Linked DNA regions of Rattus norvegicus: region 2 is linked to region 1. The links are chromatin contacts, called in public Hi-C maps. All regions are on one chromosome and are shown on one strand. The core of a region is the stretch at or near the end of the contact, and the rest is flanking DNA. Distances in the headings are between cores, read along the strand shown.

Evidence for each region. Hi-C and Micro-C count contacts between places; a contact is called where the count stands out from the background.
Region 2: a Hi-C map of frontal cortex shows a contact between it and region 1, with 3 times the contacts expected there. The contact joins the enhancer-like site here to the promoter of LOC120103024 in region 1. A contact is called at or near these places in 12 of 12 Hi-C or Micro-C datasets (the A7r5 cell line, the Rat2 cell line, Schwann cells and 7 more) and 1 of 1 datasets of contacts at active chromatin or transcription factors (oligodendrocytes).

What each region holds. Positions count from the first base shown.
Region 1 is chr5:158,794,325-158,800,522 of GRCr8, forward strand. LOC120103024 (ciliogenesis and planar polarity effector 2-like) reads left to right here and starts at 3,922. Exons shown (of 6, transcript XM_039111335.2): 1 at 3,922-4,276. It overlaps Cplane2 (ciliogenesis and planar polarity effector complex subunit 2), which reads left to right and starts at 4,179. Exons shown (of 3, transcript NM_001109272.1): 1 at 4,179-4,276; 2 at 4,536-4,685; 3 at 4,859-5,127. The coding sequence starts at 4,574. The coding sequence ends at 5,061.
Region 2 is chr5:158,847,116-158,853,313 of GRCr8, forward strand. No RefSeq gene overlaps it. Among named protein-coding and RNA genes, the nearest start is that of Arhgef19, 31 kb to the left of the region's middle. Within about 2 kb of position 3,121, at least 4 of the 93 cell types and tissues checked have an H3K27ac peak or open chromatin away from gene starts, as enhancers often do.

The sequences.
Region 1 (6,198 bases), core at 2,672-5,171:
CACACTTGGCAGACAGCGTTCCACACCAATGTTACAATCACAGTCCATTCTATGTGGCAGGGAACGCTCATAACCAGAATCCTAGTAGGAGGAGAAAGTCTGGTCTCAGCACCGAAGCGCTCAGTGCAAGAGTTCTCCCTGAAGCAGAGTGGCTGTGACTAGGTGACCCCTCCTACTGTGAGTCCCTGGTATTAAAGTAAACCTCCCACAACACTGAATATTAGCCCTAAGGCTGGGGGGAGCAGGAGATTAAAAAAAAAAAAAAAAAAAAAAAAGAGGGGCTGGAGAGATGGCTCAGCAGTTAAGAGCACCCACTGCTCTTCCAGAGGTCCTGAGTTCAATTCCCAGCAACCACATGGTGGCTCACAACCATCTGTAATGGGATCTGATGCCCTCTCTGGTGTGTCTGAAGACAGCTATAGCATACTCATATACATAAATAAAATTAAAAAAAAAAAAGAGGGAGAGACTGGGCACTTGAGAAGCTGAGGCTGGTGGATCACTGAGTTCAAGGACAGCCTAGTTTACATAGTGACTTCCAGGACAGACAGGGCTACCTAGGGAGTCCCTGTCTCAAAAATAAACAAAAATAAAGACCAGGAAGAAGAAACTTGGCACGTTAACCTGGAAATTATGGAGCTGAAGTAACTGATTCAGAGACTACTGAATGAGGCAGGAGGTGGTGTGTGTGGTGCTTCCCCCACTTCCCTGGGGCCTTCAGTTACACCCAAGATCCTGTGCACACTGAAGCACACACTACCATTGAATAGGCCCTGTAGATGATGAAAACGCGTACCCACATCTTTGTCGCACGCCTTTGGTCCCAGCACTCAGGAGGCAGAGGCAGGTGGATCTCTGAGTTCAAAGCCAGCTTGGTCTACAGAGCGAGTTCTAGGACAGTCAGGACTACACAAAGAAACCTTGACTGAAAAACAGAAGGAAAGGAAAGGCAGACTTGTTCTAATTAGTTCCTGCCCTCTGCCAGAGATGGTTCTCACCAAGCCACGCCCCCAGCCCTTACCAGCTTCAGAAGGAGAAATCAGGGCCTCACCTGGGATGGTAGCAAGTGCCAGTAGAACCAGGGCACGTGCTCTAGTACATCAAGCAGCCCTTGTCAGAGCCTGTCAGCGTGAGCCAGTGATGTGGTCCTTCTAGAGCCTTGAGAAGGGCAGGCTGGATCTGCATAATGAAATGAGATGTTGAGCCCCGAAACTGGGGTGCATGAACCAGGGGGAGGTGGTATTGGGGAGAAGACATCAGGGAATGTGGCGAGTGTGGAGTGGCTGAGGAGTGGAGCACTGCCTGGTGTGGCGTGTGCAAGATTCTGGGCTGAACATGTAGCACAGTGGGCAGGCGTGTAGGGAGCAAAGCGCTCAGCCTCGTGACTGAGTGGAGCTGCTGGAGGAGGAGGTTACTGAGCAGCACCCACCACTGCGCTCAACGCGTGCATTGTGTCTGATGCTTAGCAGGTGGCACCCCGCCCTGTGGACTTTACACTTGAGCCTGGAGTCCGGAGCAAGGGCCAGATGAGTCTATAAACAGCAAAGCAGAGAGGGTGTGCCCGTGGGGCTGGGCTCTTCCAGAAGGATTTTAATTTTTAAATGTGTGTGCGTGTGATATTTATGGAGGCTAAAAGAGGGTGATAGATCCCCTGGAGCTGGGATTACACACGTTTGTAAGCCACTAGATGTGGGTGCTCGGATCCAGCCCTCTGACAGATTGACAAAGCAGTAAACACTCTTCATTGCTAAGCCATCTCTCCAGCCTCTCTTATTTCAAGTGTGTGTGTGTGTGTGTGTGTGTGTGTGTGTGCCTGTGTGTTTCTGCATGTGTATTGTGTATGCCTGTGTGTGCATCTGTGTGTGTGTATTTCTGTGTGTGTCTGGGTCTGTGTGTGTTTGTATTTCATAGATGCACATATGCCACAGTCAAAAGATAATGTGTGATCTGTCATGTGGGTCTCAGGAATTTTGTCTCCCACTATGTGGGCCCCAGGGATCAAACTCGGGCCATTATCAGACTTGGCAGTGAGTGCTCTGACCTGTGGAGACTAACTACTACCACATATCCTAACTGATCCCAGGAGGCCTTAGGAGAGGCTCGTCTCAGCTGAGAGCTGACTGTGGAGAAGCTATCAGAAGACCAGGTAGAAGGAACATCAGGAAGAAAGGCCCTGCTTGCTCTGTCTGTAACTAGGGAGTCCCCACCCATCCATGACTGACAGCACCCACCTCTGGCCAGACCACTCACATCCTACACCCACCGTCCGGTGAGCTAAGTCACCTCACCGGCCTCTTTCAGAGCCTTTTTCTCTGATACTCTCTGCTCTGCACCTCCTTTCCCCCACAGTCAGGAGATCCACTAGCTATCCAGTTGCTGGAGGGTTGTCATGATAGCAGGTCGGTACGTTTGACTGAAACAAGAAAGAGGGTGGGCGAGCAGCAAAAGCCACCATGGAGGTCTACACTTGGAATTCCAGCACCCAAGAGGATCAGGAGTTTACCAGGCTGATCTGGAGTACATAGTGAGAGCTTGTCTCCAGAAAAGGGAAGGACCCCACATCGACGTTGGCTGTTCAGCCTCAGCTGCACGGAAATACTTCTCTGTCGTATGAGCCCCCAGTTTATGGTGCTATCAGCATTCTAATACATGTGTTAAATGTGCGGACTCTTGTCCCCCACTAGCCAGACCTGGGCAAGGCTGAATGTGAAGCCTAGAAGCCCAAAGACAATTCAGATCTAAGCGTTCCCGGCCTGTGGGGAGAGCTGTGAATATCTATGGACAATCCTGACTGGGCAGATAGTTCCCTAGCACTACAGAAGGGACCTCAACCCAGGAGCATGCGCAATGGGTTCTCTCTGGCCACAGAGTCCTGTAGGAATGACTTCCTCTTGTACTTCTGCCTTGCTACCCTGTAAGCCAGTGAGTGAAGCACCCTCTCTTGCACGGCTCCTCCCTTCCCCACCTCTGTCTGCCTCTTGTGGGTTTGTGCCCTCCCTGCCCCCCACCCCGGGTGCTATTGGCTTCACTGGCATCTCCTAGGTGCCGAGGGTGAGGTGTTGAAAACCCAGAACCCAATCTGGCTGGGTAGATAACGTGTCAGGTAACCCAGGCTTCTGAGTCTGTTTTTCCACCGACTAGCTGGATTCCGGCTTCTTCGTCTGTAGTAGCAAAGACATAAAACTGCGTATTATAGAGATAAATGTTCAGACTCCAGGGCAAGCGGCCCTCACAGAGCCTACTTAACTCATGCCTTACAAAACAGTGGCTGGCTCTCCTGGAAGATACTGTTCAAGATGCTGGTGAAGATAACAGACACCTCCCAGAGTGCCTCAGACACTCGCTCATCTTGTCCAGCTCACATGCATTTACTGCCATCTTCGGGGTTGCACAGGTCCGGGCTGGAGCATCCAGTCCCAGGGTAGGACTTCCAGCTCACCCTTGCCTCCCCAGCACCAACCAGACGCTGGGTACACCGTGGGGCTTGGTCCTTGTTGAATGACAGGAATGAACAAATCTATTAGTAGACAAATGGCTCTTTATTCAGACCTCATACAGAGTCCCTTGATACCTCAATCCAGAGGTCTCTGACTCTGGACCTGCTGAGCAGGATCGATGAGGCTGTAGTGTTGATGACAGGCGCATAATAACTAAACCCGCTGAGCTGTGCTGCCCAGTACTGTGGTAAAGAACCCTGTGAGGGTGGATAAATAAATAAAAGACCAGATACAGTGGCACACGCCTTTAATCCCAGCACTACGAGAGGCAGAGGCAGGGGAATCTTTGTGAATTCAGGGATAGCCTGATCTACAGAGTGAGTTTCAGGACCATCAAGGCTATTACATAGAGAAACTCTGTCTCGAAAGGAGGAGGAGGGGAGGGGGAGGGGGAAGGAAAGGGGGCGGGGCAAGGGGAAAGGACAGAAAGGGAAAGGAAAAAAGAAAGGAAATAATGTCCACTTTGTAGAAAAGGAAACAGAGGCGCAGAAAACTGAGGAAGCCTCTTTCCTTGAGGAGATGATCATGTTTGACAGGAAAATATGAGCTCACAGTGGTAAAGCCGAGTAAGATCCTGGGAGGAGCTGCAGACCTTGCAAAACCCCCAAAAAACCGGCCTAAATTCAGGAGCCCCTCCTCCGCCTGCGTCGCCATGGCAACATTCCTGCACATGCGCTTCGTGGACAGCGTCTAGGCCTGGCGGAAGCAGGCTCTGCAGGCAGGGCAGAAGAAGGGCGGGCTTTTAAAAGATCGTCACCCTGCTAGCGGGGACTGTGAAGGTTGGTGGTCCCGGGAATCGGAATTGAGGGAGTAGAGGCGAAGCGGGCCTCAGAAGGAGATAAGGCAGAGGGAGCTTGTGGAAATACCTTCCCAGGACAAGGATGGGCTAGTTCCCCAGAGAGCAATGAGGAAGAACAGAGCTATGGAAATTCACCTTCCGGAGGGGGATCCAGGTTCCAAAAGAAAACCAGAGAGAGATTAAGGTCACGGGGGTCGCCTTGGGATAATGGTTGCCCCTCTCTCCACTCCTACTCCCAGTATTCGGACACACCCTTACCTTGCTAACTTGCTCAACCATGGCCAGACTTCCCATGCACGGTTCGGTGATTGTCCCAGACTGGCATGAGACGGTCGAGGGCAAGGAGTACTTAGCCTGCATCCTGCGCAAGAATCGCCGGCGTGAGTTTGGTAAGCACCGACCCCCACCTCATCGCGTGCCACCGGTGTGCTCTTGACACTTCCTGGGGCGGCAGAAACAGATCTGTGGGACCTGCCCCACAGCACTTCTCACCATTGAAGTTTCCTAGGTGCCGCACCTATAACCTTTAGTCTCAGGCCACCTTTCCCAAATTTCCTTACAGCTAATTCTGCCAACAGAGCCAGGAACATGGAAACAGCCCATCCCTGCCAACAGCAACTGTCACCAGAGATGCTGTTGACTGAGTCCTCACTTAGGGTCATGCCCTCTGCTGGGCACTTTGCACAGCAACCTTGCAACAGGGTTTCGCTATGTATCCAGTACTCGTTATTGTGTATCCAGTACTTGTTATGTAGACCAGGCTAGTCTCAAACTCAAAAGATCCACCTGGCCTTTATCTTCTAAATGCTGGGATTAAAGGCATACTCCATTATTCAACTTTTTTCTCTCTACTTTCCCTCGTTCTTTCTTTTTTATTTTTGGTTTTTCTTTTTTTTTTTTTTTTTTAAGATTTATTTATTTTGTGCATATCAATGTTTCGTCTGCATATATATCTGTAAACCAGAAGAGGGCATCAGATCCCATAGAAGGTTGTGAGCCACCATCTGGGTTCTGGGAATTGAACTCAGGACCTCTAGAAGACCAGTCAGTGCTCTTAACCACTGAGCCATCTCTCCAGCCCATTTTGGTTTTGGTTTTTCAAGACAGATTTTCCCTGTTTCTCTGTGTAGTCCTGGAACTCACTCTGTAGATCAGGCTGGCCTCGAACTCAGATCCACCTGGCTCTGCCTTCGGAGTGCTGGGACTAAAGGCACGCATCACCATGCCCTGCCTCTCCAACGTTCTATTTATTTCATGTATATGAGGGGTCTGTCTGCATGAAGGCCTGTAGGCCAGAAGAGGGAATGATTGTGAGACACCATGTAGATGCTGGTAATTGAACTCTGGAAGAGCAGCCAATGCTCTTAACTGCTGAGTCATCTCTCCAGCCCCTATGTGCAGGTTTTCTTTTCTTTTCTTTTTTTTTTTTCTTTTCTTTTTTTCGGAGCTGGAGACCAAACCCAGGGCCTTGTGCCTGCTAGGCAAGCGCTCTACCACTGAGCTAAATCCCCAAGCTATGTGCAGGTTTTAAGAACTTAAAAAGATCCCAAAGAGTTGGATGGGGGATTTATTTGTAGTAGCAGAAAATACTTTTGCTTATATTTCCCTATTAATGAAGGACTTGTAAAATACCATATTTTTATGTATGAGCAATTCAGATTGAATAACAGTATCAAAAAAAACAAAAAACAGGGCTGGAGAGATGGCTCAGTGGTTAAGAGCACCCGACTGCTCTTCCAGAGGTCCTGAGTTCAGTTCCCAGCAACCACGTGGTGGCTCACAACCATCTGTAAAGAGATCCGATGCCCTCTTCTGGTGTATCTGAAGACAGCTACAGTGTACTTATATATAATAAATAAATAAATAAATAAGTAAATAAATAAATAAAACAAAAAAACAAAA
Region 2 (6,198 bases), core at 1,871-4,370, 52 kb after region 1:
GCTTTGCTTAGGACCAAGTGTCCTCGAGCTCTGAGGAGCCTTCAGAGGGAGACTTAGGCAGCGCAGCTCTGTATGAGAAAGGCTTCCCCCACGGAGGTTCTTGGCGAGAGAGGCAGTCCTTGATCCCCGACTGTTTATTCATTGTTCATCGTGGAAAATGGGTGCACGCAACTTCCTCAGGGTGGACCAGAGATTAAATAACTTCTGCAGGGAGGAACGTCTAGGAAGAGACACTTACTGGCTAAACCCTCAGGGCCCATCTAGATACCTCATTATCATGGAGAACTCTGTGTTCTGTCTTACGTGACTAGTGGTCATGTTCTTTATGTTGGGGGGTCATGGTGAGAGACCAAATTTTTGGGGTTCAGACTCCATCTTACAGAACCTGACCTAAGTTTGTACTCAAGTAAACTAACGGGCCTGGTATCTAGCACCAGTTTCCTGAGTCTCCAGGTTACTACCCCCACCACCCCAACAAATCCATCGTGTAACACCAGTTTCCAGGTTATTCCCCCCAAAAAATGTGCACCTCCAGTTCACAAGCCCACCCCCGCCTCACAACAACCAAGCAGGAGGAAAGCAGAAGTTAAGTTTCTGTCTTGGCTCCCGGCACCAGCCAATTATGTTAAAGGCCACAGTAGCCCTCCCCAATTAGATGCTAGCTAGGCTAGAAACACCTCGTGCTTGTCATTTCCTATAAAACCTTGTCCCGATGAGTGTTCGGGGCTTTTCTCCACCAGAACTATCCTGTGGGTCAGCAGTGAGTTAAATCCAAGCTCCAGCTTCTGAATAAAGACCCTGGTGTGATGGCATCAGATCAGCTCCTGATTGGTCCTTTGGGGTTTGTGAATGCGTCCCAATGCTACAGTGGTCATATGCTTCAGGACAGAAATCTGGTCGGGAGTAGGTGAAGCACTGACTACCCTCATGCATGATGGTGCCTAGGTTTCTGAATCCCTTGAACTTACTCAAGTTTTCTGGCATGGCCCACTGCCCCACACCTGCTGAATAGGGGTATTGAGTTCCTTGGGTTAAGTCCAATCTTCGTCTAGTCAGGATACCTCCAACTTCTTCTCCTTGTCTCTTTTCTCAAGCATTGGACAAACCAGCAACAACAGTCACAGGAGCAGGAACCGGGAAGAGGAAAAACCACCACCACCACCTCCTCCTCCTCCTCCTCCTCCTCCTCCTCCTCCTCCTCTTCCTCTTCCTCCTCTTTCTCCTCCTCCTCTTCCTCCTCCTCTTCCTCCTCTGCCTCTTCCTCCTCTTCCTCCTCCTCTTCCTCCTCCTCCTCCTCTTCCTCCTCTTTCTCCTCCTCCTCCTCTTCCTCCTCCTCTTCCTCTTCCTCCTCCTCTTCCTCCTCCTCTTTCTCCTCCTCCTCCTCTTCCTCCTCCTCTTCCTCTTCCTCCTCCTCTTCCTCTTCCTCCTCCTCTTCCTCTTCCTCCTCCTCTTCCTCCTCTTCCTCCTCCTCCTCTTCCTCCTCTTCCTCTTCCTCCTCTTCTTCTTTCAGAGCTCCCTCTTTCAGGGCTCTGGTATTTTTACCCTCTACAGAGTCCTCAGTATTAAACTATCTGCAGCCAGCAGTATCACACCATGGCTAGAGAACCCAGAAGTCAAATAGTCAGCTGCTGTGGACAATCTGAAGCAGCCTCATATTCCACACCTGGGATTAAAACAAAAACATGTTTACAAAACATAACTGGGTTTTTAAAGAAACCAAAGCTCTCTTGCTACAAAGTAATAATTTTTAAATAGAAAACCATGGGCTGAGGATATGTGTGTGTAACAGTTTCCTTCAAGACTGAAACATTTCATCCTGTGGGGAAACTCTTTAAACAGGAAGGTAAAAACTAGAAATAGCTTCAGGAAGTCCCTGAAATTGACCAGATTCACCTGGCCCCTCCCAGCCAGAGTAAGAAAGGAAAAAACAAACAAACAAACAAACAAACAAAAAACAACCGAGGTTTCCTCTCAGAGAGAAGGAAGCTGAGAAGCAAAGAGGACTCTGAGACCAGCGGCTGGGAAGAGGCAGAAACCATCCTAGCTGCCTGGAAGTGATCTTGACTACAGTCGCCTGGAAAGGATACTCCAACCTGTTGAGCTACCTGCAGGCTGTGCAGTGGGCTACGGGTTCCTAGTTTGTGGTCTGTCAGCCGTGCTTGGGTTGGCCTTGGTGATGCAGATGTTTTTGGGTCATTTCTGCTCCTGTAAGTGACCCCTCACCCACACTCCTGTAAGTAACTCCAACGAAAGTCATTGGTTCACCAAGGAGACCTTTGGTGGTGTCCCTACTTTGGTCTGTTGTGAGCTCCCTATCTGGGGTGACTAGACCGGTGTGTTGCATCTCCCCAGGAGAAGCTCTGTCACACAACAGGATGTAGCTCAGGTGGTAGAGTGCTTCTCTAGCATGCATAAAATCCTGGGTTCAGCCCCCTGCACCTCATAAACTGGTAGTGAGGTATACCTGTAACCTAGGTACTTAAGGTAGAGGCAAGAGTGTTGCAAATTCAAGCTCATCCCTGGTAGCAAGTTGCACCCCAGCCTGGGCTAAAGATCCCGTTAAGAGGACAATTAAAGCCTAGGCAGTGGTGGCTCATGCCTTTAATCCTAGCACTTGGGAGCCAGAAGGAGGCAGATCTCTTTGAGTTTGAGGCCAGCCTGATCTACGGAGTGTGTTCCAGGACAGCTGGGGCTGTTAAAACAAAGAAACTCTGTCTTGAAAAGCCAAAATAAAAACACCGACAAAGCCCCAGCCCATTCCTATAGCACCCTGTGGCTACTCAGAATCAATGAGTTCAGTTACTAGATTTCTGAAGCTCCAGGGTATCTGGCAGCACAGGGCCCCACGAATTGTCTTCTTTGTTGGATCCCTCCTGCCTTCCCTCTCTCTCTTTTCCTTTCTCCAGCTTTCAGTCCTTCCCTCCTCTTCTTTTCTCCCTTCCCTCATCCTCCCCGCTTCTGTCCTACACCCACTTGTGTCTTCTCTGGGCAGAGAACTCTATTCTTAATCTCGGAGTTTTGTGGCTCCCCCTGCTGGGCATGCTGGGAAGTGCAGGCGATCCAGAATTGGCATCCGTGGAGTCAGTGGGGATTTTCCTGAAGAAAAGCCAGTAAGACGTTGTGAATCGGAAAGATTGCTTTGATCACAGCTCATTGCATCTACGGGGCCCAAGCCTCCCCATGAGTCAGCGTCTGCCACCCTCCTTGGCGCGCACCCAACAGAAAGGGGTCCGGATGTCCCGACAGAGAAGTTGTTCACAGGACTAACCACTGACTGTCAAAATAGGAGAAACCACCAGATGCTTGTCGTTGCTAAAGTGACAATTACAGTGTCACAGCAAAACACAGAGATAAGAATAAAATGCACAAATCCTGCCCAGGAAGAGCTGATCTCCCAGGAGTGATGTCACTCCTAAGTTCACAGGGTAACATGCTCACAGGAGGGACAAGCTGCAGTCAGAAACAGCAAAACCAACTAACACCAGAGATAATCAGATGGCAAGAGGCAAGTGCAAGAACCTAAGCAACAGAAACCAAGACTACTTGGCATCATCAGAACCCAGTTCTCCCATTGCAGCAAGTCCTGGATACCCCATTACACTGGAAAAGCAAGATTCAGATTTAAAATCACATCTCATGGTGATGATAGAGGACTTAAAGGACATAAATAACTCCCTTAAAGAAATACAGGACAGGGCTGGAGAGATGGCTCAGTGGTTAAGAGCACTGACTGTTCTTCCAGAGGTCCTGAGTTCAAATCCCATCTGTAATGAGATCAGATGCCCTCTTCCGGTGTGTCTAAAGAAGGCTACAGTGTACTCACATACATTAAATAAATAAATCTTTAAAAAAAAAGAAATACAGGACAACACAGGTAAACAAGTAGAGGCCCTTAAAGAGGAAACACAAAAATTCCTTAAAGAATTACAGAAAACACAACCAAACAGGTTAAGGAATTGAACAAAACTGTCCAGGATCTAAAAATGGAAATAGAAACAATAAAGAAAGAACAAAGGGAGAGAATCCTGGAGATAGAAAACCTAGGAAAGAGATCGGGAGTCATAGATGCAAGCATTATCATCAGAATACAAGAGATAGAAGAGAGAATCTCAGGGGCAGAAGATACCATAGAAAACACTGACACAACCTTCAAAGAAAATGCAAAATGCAAAAATTTCCTAACCCAAAACATCCAGGAAATCCAGGACACAATGAGAAGATCAACCCTAAGGATAATAGATATGGAAGAGAGAGAAGATTCCCAAATTAAAGGGCCAGTAAATATCTTCAACAAAATTATTGAAGAAAACTTCCCTAACCTAAAGAAAGAGATGCCCATAAACATACAAGAAGCCTACAGAACTCCAAATAGATTGGACCAGAAAAGAAATTCCTCCCATCACATAATAGTCAAAACACCAAATGCAAAAAACAAATAAAGAATATTAAAAGCAGTAAGGGGAAAATGTCAAGTAACATATGAAGGTAGACCTATCAGAATAACACCAGACTTCTCACCAGAGACTAAAAGTCAGAAGATCCTGGGCAGATGTCATACAGACCCTAAGAGAACACAAATGCCAGCCTAGGCAAAACTCTCAATTACCATAGACGGAGAAGCCAGGATATTCCATGACAAAACCAAATTTCCACAATATCTTTATACAAATTCAGCCCTACCAAGGATAATAGACGGAAAACTCCAACACAAGGAGGGAAACCTCACCCTAGAAAAAGCAAGAAAGTAATCTTCTTTCAACAAACCCAAAAGAAGATAGCCACACAAACATAATTCCACCTCTAACAACAAAAATAACAGGAAACAATAATCATTGGTCCCTAATATCTTTCAACATCAATAGACTCAATTTCCCAGTAAAAAAAGACATAGACAAACAGACTGGATACGAAAACAGGACCCAGCATTTTGATGAATAGAGGAAACACACCTCAGTGACAAAGACAGACACTACCTCAGAGTAAAAGGCTGGAAAAAAAATTTCCAAGCAAATGGACCCAAGAAACAAGCGGGAGTAGCCATTCTAATATCGAATAAAATCGACTTTCAACCAAAAGTTATCAAAAAAGACAAGAAAGGACACTTCATACACATCAAAGGGAACATCTACCAAGAGGAACTCTCAATTCTGAACATCTGTGCTCCAAATGCAAGGGCACCCACATTCATAAAGGAAACTTCACTAAAGCTTAAAGCACACATTGCACCTCACACAGTAATAGTGGGAAACTTCAGCACCCCACTCTCATCAATGGACAGATCATGGAAACAGAAACGTAGCAGACACACAGTGAAACTAACAGAAGTTACGAACCAAATGGATTTAACAGATATCTACAGAACATCTCATCCTAAACCAACAACAACAACAAAAAGAATATACCTTCTTCTCAGTACCTCATGGTACCTTCTCCAAAACTGAAACCATAATGGGTCAGAAGATGCATCCTATTAGATCACCACAGACTAAGGCTGGTCTTCAATTACAACAAAAACAACAGAAAGCCCACATATACATATACAAAGTTGAACAATGCTCTACTCAATGATAACTTGGTCATGGAAGAAATAAAGAAAGAAATTAGGGCTGGAGAGATGGCTCAGCCGTTAAAGGCTAGGCTCACAACCAAAAATATAAGAAAGAAATTAAAGACTTATTAGAATTTAATGGAAATGAAGGCACAACCCAAACTTCTTGAAAACCAAATCCAAGAAGACATCAAAATGATCATCCATCATGATCAAGTAGGCTTCATCCCAGGCATGCAGGGATGGTTCAATATCCAGAACTCCACCAACGTAATCCACTATGTAAACAAACTCAAAGAAAAAGACCACATAATCATTTCTTTAGATGCTGAGAAAGCATTTGACAAAATTCAACACCCCTTCATGATAAAAGTCCTGGAAAGAATAAGAATTCAAGGCCCATACCTAAACATAGTAAAAGCCATATACAGCAAACCAGTATCTAACATTAAACTAAATGGAGAGAAACTTGAAGCAATCCCACTAAAATCAGGGACTAGACAAGGCTGCCCACTCTCTCCCTACTTATTCAATATAGTACTCGAAGTCCTAGCCAGAGCAATCAGAACATGAAAGGAAGTCAAAGGAATACAAATTGGGAAGGAAGAAGTCAAAATATCTCTATTTGCAGATGATGTGATAGTATATTT